Linked DNA regions of Gossypium hirsutum: region 1 is linked to region 2. The links are chromatin contacts, called in public Hi-C maps. All regions are on one chromosome and are shown on one strand. Each heading gives the region's core, a stretch centred on a gene start, on an enhancer-like site or on the middle of the called end of the contact. The rest is flanking DNA. Distances are from core to core; before and after follow the strand shown. Region 1 has its middle 6.4 kb from the start of LOC107891078. Region 2 holds the start of LOC107916810.

Region 1 (6,425 bases), core at 1,912-4,411, 130 kb after region 2:
GCAAGCAGTATGATTGCAGAGTGTGCAATTTCGTGCACTTCGATATATTTGGGCTTAATGGGCCGAAAACGAGTTAGTGGGCCAATGGGCCCAATTCGGTAAAAACGCTCAGTAGGTGCTTTTGTTAATGTGTTAATGGTTAGAATATGTATGTAAACTCTAGAATAGTAAATTTTATTAAACTACCCCTAAGTATGAAAATGACCATTTTACCCCTAGGTGTAAAATGACCGTTATACCCCTAGGGTTAATTTTGACTAAAATGCATGATATTCTGATTATGTTTGTTGTATGCCATGACATGTATATCTGTTGCATGGGATCTGGGTTATGTTATGGAGGTAGAACCCGTTCTGGTGGCTGTGCCACACATTCTGATATAAGCAGCTTTGCTGCGAATTATAGTTAGTGCCGCAACCGGTGCTAACACTGTAAGTGTAGGGATGGCGTGGGTGATTTATTCCCCACAGGAAGTGTAGGGATGGACGAAGGCAAGTGTAGGGTTGGATAGGTTTATCATGCATTAATCATATGAGACTGTATTGAAATGGGCCCAACTATATTAATTTGGGCAAGGCCCAATATATCTCGACTTGTAATAGGGCTACGGCCCAGATTAATATTGATATGGGCTAGGCCCAATATACTCTGATACTGTAAGGGGCTATGGCCCAGATTAATATTGATATGGGCTAAGGCCCAATTAACACTGATTTCTAAATAGGGTTTAGGCCTAGTAAAGCTTGAACTGATTTGGGCTCTGGTTGGGATACTTTACACACTGAGTTTTCCAAACTCACCCCCTTTCTCTTCCATCCTTGCAGGTGAGCCCTAGTTGGTAGACTTGGAGTTGGGCGGGATTCAGAGTGGCCACGAAGATTAAATTCCTTTTAAATTTCACATTTTTTTATTATTTCTATTTTTGTTGAAGTTGTAATAAGGCCGCTCTATTATTTTTTTTTTGGGTTTTTAAATTACTTAAATCGTTTTCAACTTGAGATTCATATCACTTAAATTGATTCCTTAAAATTGGATAGCCCTAGGGCGCGTTTTATAAAAGTTACTTATTTTCAAAATATCACGATAACTGAGGAAAGCTTCCACAACGTAAATGTTTTCAAAGGAAATAAATATTTTAAATAGACTTAAACTTAATTTGTTGTTCGTGGACAAGTAATAAGCTTAAAGTGTGGCAATGGATGTGTGCATGTCTAGGATTGGATCAAGGAAGAGCTAGATACTTAAGCAGTCTAATTGACTCACCTCCTCTTTTCTTGTTCCTACATGGTGCGTAGTATCCATTTTCTTTAAGCCATAACAAAGAAGGTTTGATTTTTCGATACTTAACTGTTTTTAAACTAACATGTTTCTGCCACTACAAAGGTTTACAAGTTTAAACGGTAAAAGTTTCTAAACATCAAGAAGGGTTTTCAATGAAAATATGGTTTTCGAAAAACACTTCATTGTAACACACCAGACTTGGCCATAATGTCTGGGCCGAGTTTGGGGTGTTACATTTAGTGGTATCAGAGCCTAGGTTGCAACAAATCGGCTGTGGATCGGGTCTAAAAAGGTTTTCAAAACTTTAAACCCAAAAGGGTATTTTTGGAAAAATTTGACTTTTGAAAACAAATTTTCTGGTTAAAGGAGATAAATTTTCAAACTTGGTTTCTTTAAATCAAATGTTTGAGAAATGGATTTTAAAGGCCTAAATCTTTTGCATTTGTCTGAAATCTGATAAGGTGGCACACTGAATCCCCGGCACCAAGTCTGTAAGTATTCCTGTCACTCATACTACACTGTATTAAGATATTACTGTAGACATTATAGCTAGGATAATACTAAAAACCCTAGAATATTTGAGACTATAGCTAGGCTATGAAAATAGAAACTTTAAAATACTATCTCTGCATAACACGTATAAATAAGTATTATTTTTGAATCGAGATCTTGGTAGTTATTGTTATGCATGCTGATAATGTAGAGTGTTGATATGGATACTGAGTATAAGCAAAGTCTGCCAACTTTGGGTAGCGGTAACTCGGAGATTGGGACTGAGGCACTAGCCGAGTTAGTAAGGAAAGTGATAGAAGAAGTATTAGAGACCAAGGTTAAGGAAATTAGGGAAATACTTCAAGCGGGGTACTTGGAGTGTAAGAAGAGGAAGGATTCTAGTTCTCAGAAGACCGAGCTTCGTTCTGTGAAACATGTTAAGAAACGACCAAACTTTCCAGCCTACAAGAATTGCAACGGGCGTCATACGGGTGAATGCCTTAGGAAGACAGGAGCATACTTTAGATGTGAGTCCAAGGAGCATCGAGCTCGGGATTGCCAAGTTTATTCTATTTAAGTGTGTGTTACGAATTGAATGCGTACTTGATAGATGTTTCTTTCCTTTGGCAATTAGATGTTTGGGGTCGTACTAAGAATTATTTTTTTAAGAGTGCGCAGCAGAAGTATAGTGGGTTGATTGGAGTTATATGGTTAGTTGGTAGTTTGAAATTTCGAGGACAAAATTTCTTTAAGGGGAGTAGAATTGTAACGCCCCGATTTTTGAGGCCTAGAAGAGTTGGGTTTTGAGTTTGGGATTCGAATAGAAGAAAACTTGAATAATTAAGAAGTTTTAAATATTATCGTTTAAGGAAAAAAATTTTGAATTAAATTACTACTAGAAATTTTTTACTGTATTTATTATTACTGATATTTTAAATTTTTATGAAATTTTAATTAGTATTATGAGATAAAATTATTATTATTAGAAAAATATTACTGTATGTATGTTTGAAAAGTTTTTATGAAAATTATTATTTACTGTATTAGTGATATTTGATATTTTTATTATTAGATATATTTATAAAATTATTATTATTATAATTATTATTATTAGATAGGAAAGAAAAAAATACATATATATATTTATAAATGTATTGTTGTTTTGGGGGTTTAAACTCTAGGAAAAAAATTGTTTTAATTTTTGCCTCAGAGAGGGAATCTGGGCACAAGGCTTATAAAATAAATTGGGCAAGACTGGGCATGAAGAAGCGTACTTGGCCCAGTGATTAGCATGCTAGATAGTGGGAAGGAGAGCGGGGGTTCAAGTCCCAGCATGTGCAAAAGTGTTTTATTTTTCTTTATATCAGGGAACGATGCAGGGAAGCCTTATATAGAGTTGGTGTTAAAAGGTAACACAAAGGGAAGTTTGGTCCAGTGGTAGAGGCGCTGGGAGTGTGGTGTAGTGCCTCGGTTCGAGGGTTGGCGCATGCAAAGGCTTGTTTTTATTTTAGAAACCAGGTCACACTAAAGTAAGGTTTAAGAAAAGTTGCGACCGAGTTATGCTACAATGATGCTTGTGGCGCAGCGGCAGTAGGGTGCTAGGAGTTCCATAAAGGCACGGGTTCTAGTCCTGGAGCAGGCGAATTTTGTTTTATTTTTAGAAAATAAAACAACAAGTACAAAAATGAGTAATAACCCCCAGTAGAGACTGGTACGATTCAATTCAACATTTTGTTCGTTCGGGTTTGATTGTGTCATAGCTCTATAATTAATTCGAATTAGGTTTATCGTTGGATGAACTGCATTGCTGATATTGACCCCAAAAAAGAAACGGTAGGTACAGCTAGTCCGTGAACAGCCAACCATCGCACTGTAAAAATTGGATAGGTTCGATCTATGGTCATTGGGTCCTCCTAAAAAGATCTACTAAATTCATCGAGTTGTTCCAAAGAATCAAAACGGCCAGTTATTAATGGAATTCCTTGTCGGCTCTCTGTAAAATACTCGTTTATGGCAGGCCAGAACTGAAGCGGGTTAAAGGTTATAATTAATTGTAACCATATATTAGTAAATGAGAAAGCGTGGTGCAGTGACCAGCAGATCGGGCGAAGGTGTAAGGGGGCAAGGCGGATGGAGGTCTAGGGTTTGAGCCTCATCTCGCGCACGCAAGGTTGGGATTTTTGCTGCATGCGTAGGGAAGGAGTTGGGGTCTGATCAAGACTCTTGGCAGCATCTGAGGCGGTGCCAACGGTGGGCTGATCGGTCAAGAGTTTGAATGGAATTCAACATTGAAAGTGGCCAAAAATCAAGGAACAATTCAGGGAATTGGAATTTAGGAAGAATTCCTATGCCGAAATACATTTACTCGGCCATAGCTAATAAGTGCCGTATATTTTGGCCTTTAGGATTTAGTTTTTTTTCTTCTATTTTCTTTTCTTTTTTTTTCTCCTCTGTTCATCTACTTTCTTTCTTCTTATTCTTTTCTTCTATAGCCGAATCTTTCTACTATTTTTCTCATCTCCACTTTCTAATAATTTGTTCCTAAGCCTTATATACAAAAGCTAAAATCCCAAAAGTTGTTTCTTGTGTCGATTTACTCTAGTCAAAATCCTCTATTTTCTTCATCTCTTTTGGCTGATTTTTCACATCCTCTAAACCTTAACCCCTATCGGCAATACCACTGCAGAACCGCTATACCAAATCATCTTCCTCTTCACAGTTCCAAAAGCCGAAAACACCATAGTTTTTAGGGACATATAGCCGAATCTTTAAATCTCTAAGATTCGATTTCTGCAAGTGTTTAAGGGCTGGATCTATATCAGATCCGAGTAGAAACTGAAGTGGAATCGTTTTGGTTGAAAGAACTGTGGTAAGTATTCAGATCTATTCTTTATTTTGGGTTTTAGAAAAGCCGAAATCCCTAAAGGCATAGGGATGCTGTCGGTTGGAGCTTAAGGCTCTAAGGATTGTAACAATTGATTTGTTTTGGTGTTAGTGTGATCTAGAGGCTGCTGATCGAAGGCTTGGACAAGTGGAACAACTAGATCGAGATCTAGTCACTAGTTTTGGCAAAGGTAGGATCTCAAGGGCCATATGTATTGATGGCCGATTATGGTAAGTAAGTTTATGATGTTTGCCATTATACTTTGAATCTGATATGTCTAGTGACCGATTGTAGGATATCGTGGGAGATTTCGGTAGTAGTTTTTGCAAATCAGGTGTGTAAACGACACCCACTCATAAACTAGATCGGCAAAAGCCGAAAAGTCGAAAAGTCGGCATTTGTGAACTTGCGAGCGTGCGAGCGCTCGTGAGGTGGTTTGGTTGTTAATTTTGGTAATCGCAAATAGTATGATTACAGAGTGCGCAATTTCGTGCACTTTGGTATATTTTGGCTTAATGGGCCGAAAACGGGTTAGTGGGCCAACGGGCCCAATTTGGTAAAAACGCTCGGTAGGTGCTTCTGTTAATGTGTTAATGGTTAGAATATGTATGTAAACTCTAGAATAGTAAATTTTATTTAACTACTCCTAAGTATGAAAATTACCGTTTTATCCCTAGGTGCAAAATGACTGTTATACCTCTAGGGTTAATTTTGAGTGAAATGCATGATATTCTGATTATGTTTGTTGTATGCCATGACATGTATATCTGTTGCATGGGATCTGGGTTATGTTATGGAGGAAGAACCCGTTCTGGTGGCTGTGCCACATATTCTGATATAAGCAGCTTTGCTGCGGATTATAGTTAGTGCCGCAATCGGTGTTAACACTGTAAGTGTAGGGATGGCGTGGGTGATTTATTCCCCACAGGAAGTGTAGGGATGGACGGAGTCAAGTGCAGGGTTGGATGGGTTTATCATGCATTAATCATATGAGACTGTATTGAAATGGGCCCAACTATATTAATTTGGGCAAGGCCCAATATATCTCGACTTGTAATAGGGCTACGGCCCAGATTAATACTGATATGGGCTAGGCCCAATATACTCTGATACTGTAAGGGGCTATGGCCCAGATTAATATTGATATGGGCTAAGGCCCAATTAACACTGATTTCTGAATAGGGCTTAGGCCCAGTAAAGCTTGAACTGATTTGGGCTCTGGTTGGGATACTTTACACACTGAGTTTTCCAAACTCACCCCTTTTCTCTTCCATCCTTGCAGGTGAGCCCTAGTTGGTAGACTTAGAGCTGGGGGGGATTCAGAGTGGCCACGAAGATTAAATTTCTGGTTTTTAAGTAAGTTTCGATTAACTTCCTTTTAAATTTCGTATTTTTTTTATTTTTTCTATTTTTGTTGAAGTTGTAATAAGGCCGCTCTATTATTTTTATTTTGGGTTTTTAAATTACTTAAATCGTTTTCAACTTGAGATTCATATCACTTAAATTGATTCCTTAAAATTGGATAGCCCTAGGGCGCATTTTATAAAAGTTACTTATTTTCCAAATATCACGATAACTGAGCAAAGCTTCCGCAACATAAATATTTTCAAAGGAAATAAATATTTTAAATAGACTTAAACTTAATTTGTTGTTCATGGACAAGTAATAAGCTTAAAGTGTGGCAATGGATGTGTGCATGTCTAGGATTGGATCATGGAAGAGCTAGGTACTTAAGCATTCTAATTGACTCACCTCCTCTTTTCTTGAA
Region 2 (7,091 bases), core at 1,235-3,734:
CACACATGCACTAATACACATAGAGGATATGCAATCAAATTTTAAATAAATTTTGGGACTCGATCTTGTGGCCCCGAAACCACATTCCGACTAGGGTCGAATTAGGACTGTCACAATGAAGATGAGTTCTCTATATAATGTTAAGTCTCTATGTAATGTTAAGTTGGTCTATAATGTCCGCCCATGTGTTATGTAAATTGGTGTATTAAATTTGTCTATGTTCTGTGAATGTCATTGGGCGTATTACGATTAATATGTGAAACTCCTTCTGAAAGGTTTGATATTATCGTAAGAAATAGTGTGTATGGTTTCTATTTACCTTTGGAACTCACTAAAATTGTATGAACTTACTCTGTTATCTTTTCATTCTCAGGTGTGCTGTTTGAAGGAAACCTTTCTATTGAAGGGACTACGCTAGAGCACTACTACTATTGTGGGCTGTCTTTTTTTTCTTGTATCATGCATGACCTTTGGGAGTGGCGTCTAAATGTATTTTTGAAACCAATCTGTATAATGATCTATTATTTTGTTAAGACATTCTTTTTATGAGAATCTTCTTAACTTTCAATGCTTGTATTTGAATTATTATAATTTGTTCACGAACCTATTTATTTGAACTTATCTACCAAATGAATTAAACCCTATTTTAAAACGCCAGTGATGTACATTGAAACCTTTATAAAGTAATAGCCATTACATGTTTTCTACTCTTAAATCTGAAAAGTTTTACAAGCTTCCACTGAATGATTTGTTTAAGAATTACTCTGATTTTAAGTTGTGAGACATCATACTTGGTTTCAATTATCATGCCATGTTTAGTGCGTTACAAATTTTGTTTAGGTTATGAGAGATAATTTAAGAAGAAAAAGTTTAAAAAAGAATTATGTTAGTAATGTGTTATATAGATAAAAAGGAGTAAAAAAATAAGAAATAAAAAAGCAAAAGAGAAATACGTATTTTTATTGATCAATTGAGATGTTTACAATATTTTTTCAAAATTTATATTTATAGACATAAGAAGTATAAATAAAATAAAACTATACTTCTAATGAACATTAAAGTCCTAAAATATATCAAATTTATCTTAATATTGATGAACATTCACTTAAAAATAAAATTATTTATAACACAAATATATATTAAGTTCAAAACCTCCTTATATAGTTTTAATCAAATTTAAAATCTTTAAGCATCTTCATAAAAAAAATCTTTTTAATGAACACATGCATATAATGGATGTCACTAATAAAACAATCCCATTTCATAAAAAAAAAAGTTTTCAAAAAATTCGAGAAAATAAATAATAAACACATAATTTTTCATAAAGGAACATGACTAACCCACCATAGAGATTATCAGTATTTAAGAAAGTTACAAATCGTTTCTCCAAAACTTGCCCTTTATTATTATTATTATTATGATTTATCTAAACCTTTAAATAAGAGGATAATGTGTTTCAATACACTCGAACTCATGTCCTCCTATACGGGCAACAATACTAATACAAATAAAACTAAAACTCAATTGAAAATACTACTAAGGAATTTTATGTATTTTTTAAATTTACTATAATATTTTATTTTTTTAGTATTAACACAACAATGGCACAATATCTAAATATTGAAAATTAAAAATTAAAAATTAAAATAAATTAATATAATATATAAAATTTAAAAGTTCACATTACCTTTGTGTTAACTATTTAATTATTGGTTGAAAAAAAAATCTTAATAAGTGAGTGATCAAATTATAATCTTCTATATGATATTAGACTTGTCCATGAGTCGGGCTACCTAGCCCGATCCGACGGCTTGCTTGAAAAGTGGGAGGATTTGGGTAAAAATATAGGTCAGAAAAATGGGCTTAGACAAAAAATAAGGCCTGTTTAGAAAACAGGCTAAGCTTCGAGTAAGGCTTTTTTGGCCCGAGCCCAGCCCGACCCGACTCGAATATGCAAAAAAAATTGCTATTTTTTTAAAACTTTTTTTTGTTGTTTTTTGTTGTTTTCTTCTTGTTCTTTTTTCACTATTTTGATGCCATTTCATAATTTGTTACCTACTATTTTATAGTTATTATTTGGATATTGTGTAACTCTTGTTTTACTGTTAATTTTGTTACTATTTTAGAGGCATTTGCTTTTTATTATTATTAATTTTGTATATCTCAATGTTATTTAAGTATACATATATATATTTTAATTTGTTGGGAAATATTTATTTTAATATTTTTAATATTTTTGATGTATTATATATATTTTAAAAATTATATAAAAAATTAATACGGCCGAGTCGAATCAGGGTTTTAGCATTTTTTTAAATTAAAGTTAAATAAAATTTTAGACACATTTTTCGAGCCAAGTCGAGCCTAGTAAATGAACCTAAAATTTTTATTGGGCTAACCTGAATGGGCTCATGAATACCTCTATATGATATAGTTGATGGACGAAGATATTATAGTTTTGGGCTCTAAGTTAATCTTTAACCAACACCTATTTATCTGGGCCTAGGTTTAGGTCCCTTTGGAGTTTACTGATTCAGGTCTCTGCAATTGCCTGAGAACAATGAAAGGATCCATCCCATCCTAGTATCCAACCCCGAAACCCTTAATTTGAACATGTTTCGATTCGACTTTCTGCTTCGGTTTCATCATCAGCTAAACTTTCAGACATCCAAATCAACTGAGAAACATAAACTTCTGTTATCATCCTCCACCCGGAAAAGATTTAACCCTTTTGTTACTTAGAACCAATTCTTTTTACCACCAAAAGGAAAACCCAAAGCTTCCTCTATTGGTGCTGCTAATTTTGAAGAGAGTGTCTTTTTGTCTTGATTTTATCGGTTATGCAGATACCTAGATGGCGAAACGTGTTTCTACTGAAGAATTCATTGGTTCCACCTTTCTTATCTTCAAAAGCAACGGCTACTGTTGCAACAACCCACGTTGCTTCGTTTCATTCTACGCCTGTTACCTGTGAAAAATGGAAGAGCAAATGGGATTTTGTGAGTTCGGGGAGAGCTTGGATTTCTATTTTTATTTGAATGGCTGTAGATAGGGTTTCTGAAAGTTCAAATCCTTGAATAGCTCTAATTTGTGGCATTTCTTAGATGAAAGAAATAGTCTTGTTCTCTGAGTGCTATGTAAATTAATCTTTAACTTCAAAATTAAATTGAGAAATTTGAGCTTCAATGTTTCATGCTAAAAGTTTCTGCTTGCTGATTGTTATAGATGCTACCGTTGAGATTTATTCTATATTCATTATGTTTAGCTTCCCATATTGTCTCTTCCTGGTTCTGATCAAAGTACTTCATCTTCTATGTGAATAAGTATGCCTACTTGTTTCCTCCTCTGGCCACCACCAGTTGCATAGAATTGAGCTTCAGATGTTTGTAATGCATGAAAATTTTGGTTTAGTAATTCGTATAAATCTGTATGCATTGCTTTTGATGAGAAAATTTAACAATTAACCATATTTTTGCAGGAGGAAAGAAGAACACAACAACCAATTAAGGTATATAGCTTTGGCAGCCTCTATTTATGTAATTATCTGCCTGCATCTTTTAATCATCTTGGTCCTAGTATATCATATTGGCACGTTTTTAGATTGGTAATTTTCTGAAAACTTAGCAGACCAAATTCCAGTTCGAGTTTGTATGCCGAGGATAACCATGCTTGATTGCTAAAACAGCTATCTTATTCATCGTGGACTGGGAACATTCCTAGCAATCTTTTAGTGCAAATAAAATTCTAATGCATCTCACAAAAGGATTCCCCATGATTAATTTTAATGTTCACATTGACCAGGTGATGGGTGTCTTCTAGTAACTGATTAAGATGTTGCTATTTGTTAATTTCATCCTTCCCAAGTAGCTTTGTTATGAACCTTTTGTCTGCTTCTGGCATTTTACTTCTTACTTTATGTGTTCATAAAAAATGGAAATTTTCTGACATTTCAAATATTAATGCAGAATCACATAAGATATAGAGTACATCAAAGGCGTGCTGACGCAAAGAGTGCTCTAAAAAACCTTCTCTATAATAGTGGTTGCTCAAATGTTTCATTCCAGGTAAACTTTTCTGGACTCCTATTTGGTTTAGAACCTTGATCTTATTCAAGATGTGAACTTCAATATTTTTTATGCACTATTTATGTTATAGTTATGGCATAATTAGATTGCGATAAACTCTATTATTGAAACTCACTCTAAATTGTACGACTCACCTAGTTGTCTGCATCAAAAGTTGACCTAACTTGATTTGACCATAAAAGTTTACAATCCAACCAAAATTGAAATTATCTGAACCTAAAATTGTTGAATTCAGAGATGATCCAGACCTGAATAAACCAAGATCCTAACCTTGTATTAAACTGGTTTTAACTTAAAACTAAACAATTTGAACCTGAAATGACTTGAACTGAGCAAAACCCAATTTTTTTTATGCACTGAAGTTACTTGACCCAAACCCGACTAAACTTGCCTGGTTGACACCAGTAGTTTCGTTCCAATTTTATTTGCTTATTCGGATGTATTAAGGAGTTTTTCAATTAATGGACCAACAGTCTTCCCAGTGCTTTGGAGTTTCAATTGAAAGAATCCAATTTATATAGTTTTATCCAAGTTTGATTTTGGTCATGCTGAAAGTATTAGGACTGTTTAGGTGTCATCTAACCAAATGGACTACAAGTTGGCCGAATTGTAAATGTTTGGACATGTCGATAGTGCAATCTCATGGTAGAAGGTTGGATCCTGAGGACTAATTTATAGATTGAGAATGATGGCACCCGGTTATCTTTTTCTGAAATCTTTGGAGAGAGAGCACCCTAAGAAATACCATCAATTCATGTTTGTTACATGCATATTTCTTCATGTTTGCCAACCAAAGTTTTTTATGCCTCTTTTTCTGCTAATTTTTATTTTTTGGGTATGTTAAACCACAAGGGTGAATAAGAACATGTTAAGTGAAAGGTTTTAGAGAATTATAAGAATATTTGATTTGTTGAAGAGATGAAGGCTCTTGTATAATGGATCACAATGCCGATAATTTCCATTTTAGTTACTGATGTAACTGGCCACTTCAGAGGCAGAATTTTAAATTTGTTTACTGTACTATTTTCCAAAACCTATCTTATCCAAAGATGATAGATTCTATTAAACCATGCAATTGTTCAGTAATTGCACTGCAAAATCAAATGGGTTTTAGCATGGGTTATTGTGACAATTCATCAATAAAATTACTTTTGTATTCAATAAGCAGGATTTATGAATTTTAAAGGATCTTTCCAGCCCCTAGGCAAATTATTTTATTAGGATAGGACCAAGTTTAAATTATTTTCTTTGGAGGAGCCAATAATGCATGAAAGATCTATCTGATCTGCCTACATTGTAGGCTTATAAAACCTCATTTCCTGGTTTGTTATTGCCATTTAATTATCTCCCACAAAAAACCTCTATGAAGCATGTTTACATTTCATTACAAGTTGTAACATAAAACATGTTAGTGTTCCCGAACAAACATAGGTTCAAGCCTTGAAATTATTTTGTGTTTCTTCATATTGGCATTGCTGTCATTTATATGGAACCAAAATTGTTAAGTTTATGGTTCGTACAACATCCCATAAAATGTGCATCTAGGGTCCGAGCATAGTAGAAGCTTATGATTTCAGTTAGGCCATTGAAAGACTGAGGTTGCTGTTCGTTTTCAATGGACGATGATAAGTTGATTTTTTAAAAATCCAGTGGACTTGACATGCATGTAGAGCTTGAATGTTATTTATTTACCAAGAAACCATTGGACTGGAATGTATCTAAAACATGAATGCCTTTTATCTTCCTTCTGCTTTACATTGTACCAAAAGATTTGAGTTTACAGTTTTCATTAGTACCTGAAATTAAAATATAAACCTTGCCTTTGGCTTTTATCTAGGATGAAGTTCGAACATGGAAATTTGATGGGACAGAAGGCTGGGATTCAGATGGTTCTGACAAGAAGCGGTCGTCAAGGTATTCTGGACGACATGCTGGGAAATCTAACCGCAAAAAAGTTAAACGTGAGCTTCCTCTTTTCTTTTTTCATTCATTTCCCCTTACTGTTTATTGAAGCACAACTAAAAAGAAAAAAAGAAGCCTCCTTTATGCACTATTTTTAGCAGAACTAGCTCTCATATTTGACACTCATTGTCCTTTTTGTTACATGGTGCAGGAAATTTTAGAAGAGAGAGTTTCTCTGACGACTTTGATCATCCTGAGAGAATCTTTCAAGCTAAATTTGGGAACAAATGGTATACTTGGGCTTCTGGTGGAGATAAGTCTTTCAAGAATCCAGAATCTGGATTTGAGTGGAGAGAAAAATCAGGCTGGATAAATCAAAGGACGAAGGAGTGGGAAAATACTAGTGACTCTGAGTCTGAGTCTGAGGAGGAGAAGTCATATGATGTAGGATCATGTTCTGATAGAGAAATCCTTGGTTTGCCTCGAGCAGGCCCCATAAAGATTGAAGACGTTAAGAATGCGTAAGTACTCAACCTAATATTTGAGAGGCCTGTCATCTTGAAGATTGGACGTTACATATTTGAGTTTTTCCTTGCTCCAATTTTTTTATATGCATGTATTCTAAAGTTCATTAAAATTGCCATTCAGCTTTCACATATCAGCTTTGAAGTGGCATCCTGATAAGCATCAAGGTCCTTCACAGGTTAGTTAGAATTTGCAAAAATTTTGTTTTTGGCTGCTCATCTAATTCCAAACGAAATTTTTATGGATTTTAATTTCTGGTTTATCAAATTTGTTGTGTTTCTGTAGTGAAGCGGATCCCGTCATGGTTTCTTTTAATTTTTTTGTAGTGACGTAACATCTATACATTTATGCAGGAGATGGCTGAAGAGAAATTTAAGATGTGTGTAGGGGCGTACAAATCATTATGCCATGCTCTATCGTAGCTCCAACCAAGTAAGTAGTCTCGGAGAATAATAGCTAACTGAATCTGTTCTATTTTATTCTGATCATAATCATAGTCAAATTGTCAAAAAATTTGTTTGGCCCAACAATTGACAATGGTCCATTATTTTGTTGCTAAAACTCCAAAAAAAGTAATTA

The links. A called contact is a pair of places that touch in the nucleus more often than the background predicts.
Region 1: a Hi-C map of leaf shows a contact between it and region 2, with 2.6 times the contacts expected there. The contact joins the enhancer-like site here to the promoter of LOC107916810 in region 2. A contact is called at or near these places in 2 of 34 Hi-C or Micro-C datasets (both in leaf).

What each region holds. Positions count from the first base shown.
Region 1 is chrA11:75,589,305-75,595,729 of Gossypium_hirsutum_v2.1, forward strand. No RefSeq gene overlaps it. Among protein-coding and RNA genes, the nearest start is that of LOC107891078, 6.4 kb to the right of the region's middle. Within about 2 kb of position 3,162, at least 3 of the 9 cell types and tissues checked have an H3K27ac peak or open chromatin away from gene starts, as enhancers often do. A contact at or near this core is called in leaf, where this site is marked.
Region 2 is chrA11:75,461,857-75,468,947 of Gossypium_hirsutum_v2.1, forward strand. It overlaps LOC107916810, which reads left to right and starts at 2,485. Exons shown (of 7, transcript XM_016846185.2): 1 at 2,485-2,999; 2 at 3,479-3,508; 3 at 3,966-4,064; 4 at 5,923-6,046; 5 at 6,199-6,508; 6 at 6,636-6,690; 7 at 6,866-7,091. The coding sequence starts at 2,841. The coding sequence ends at 6,934.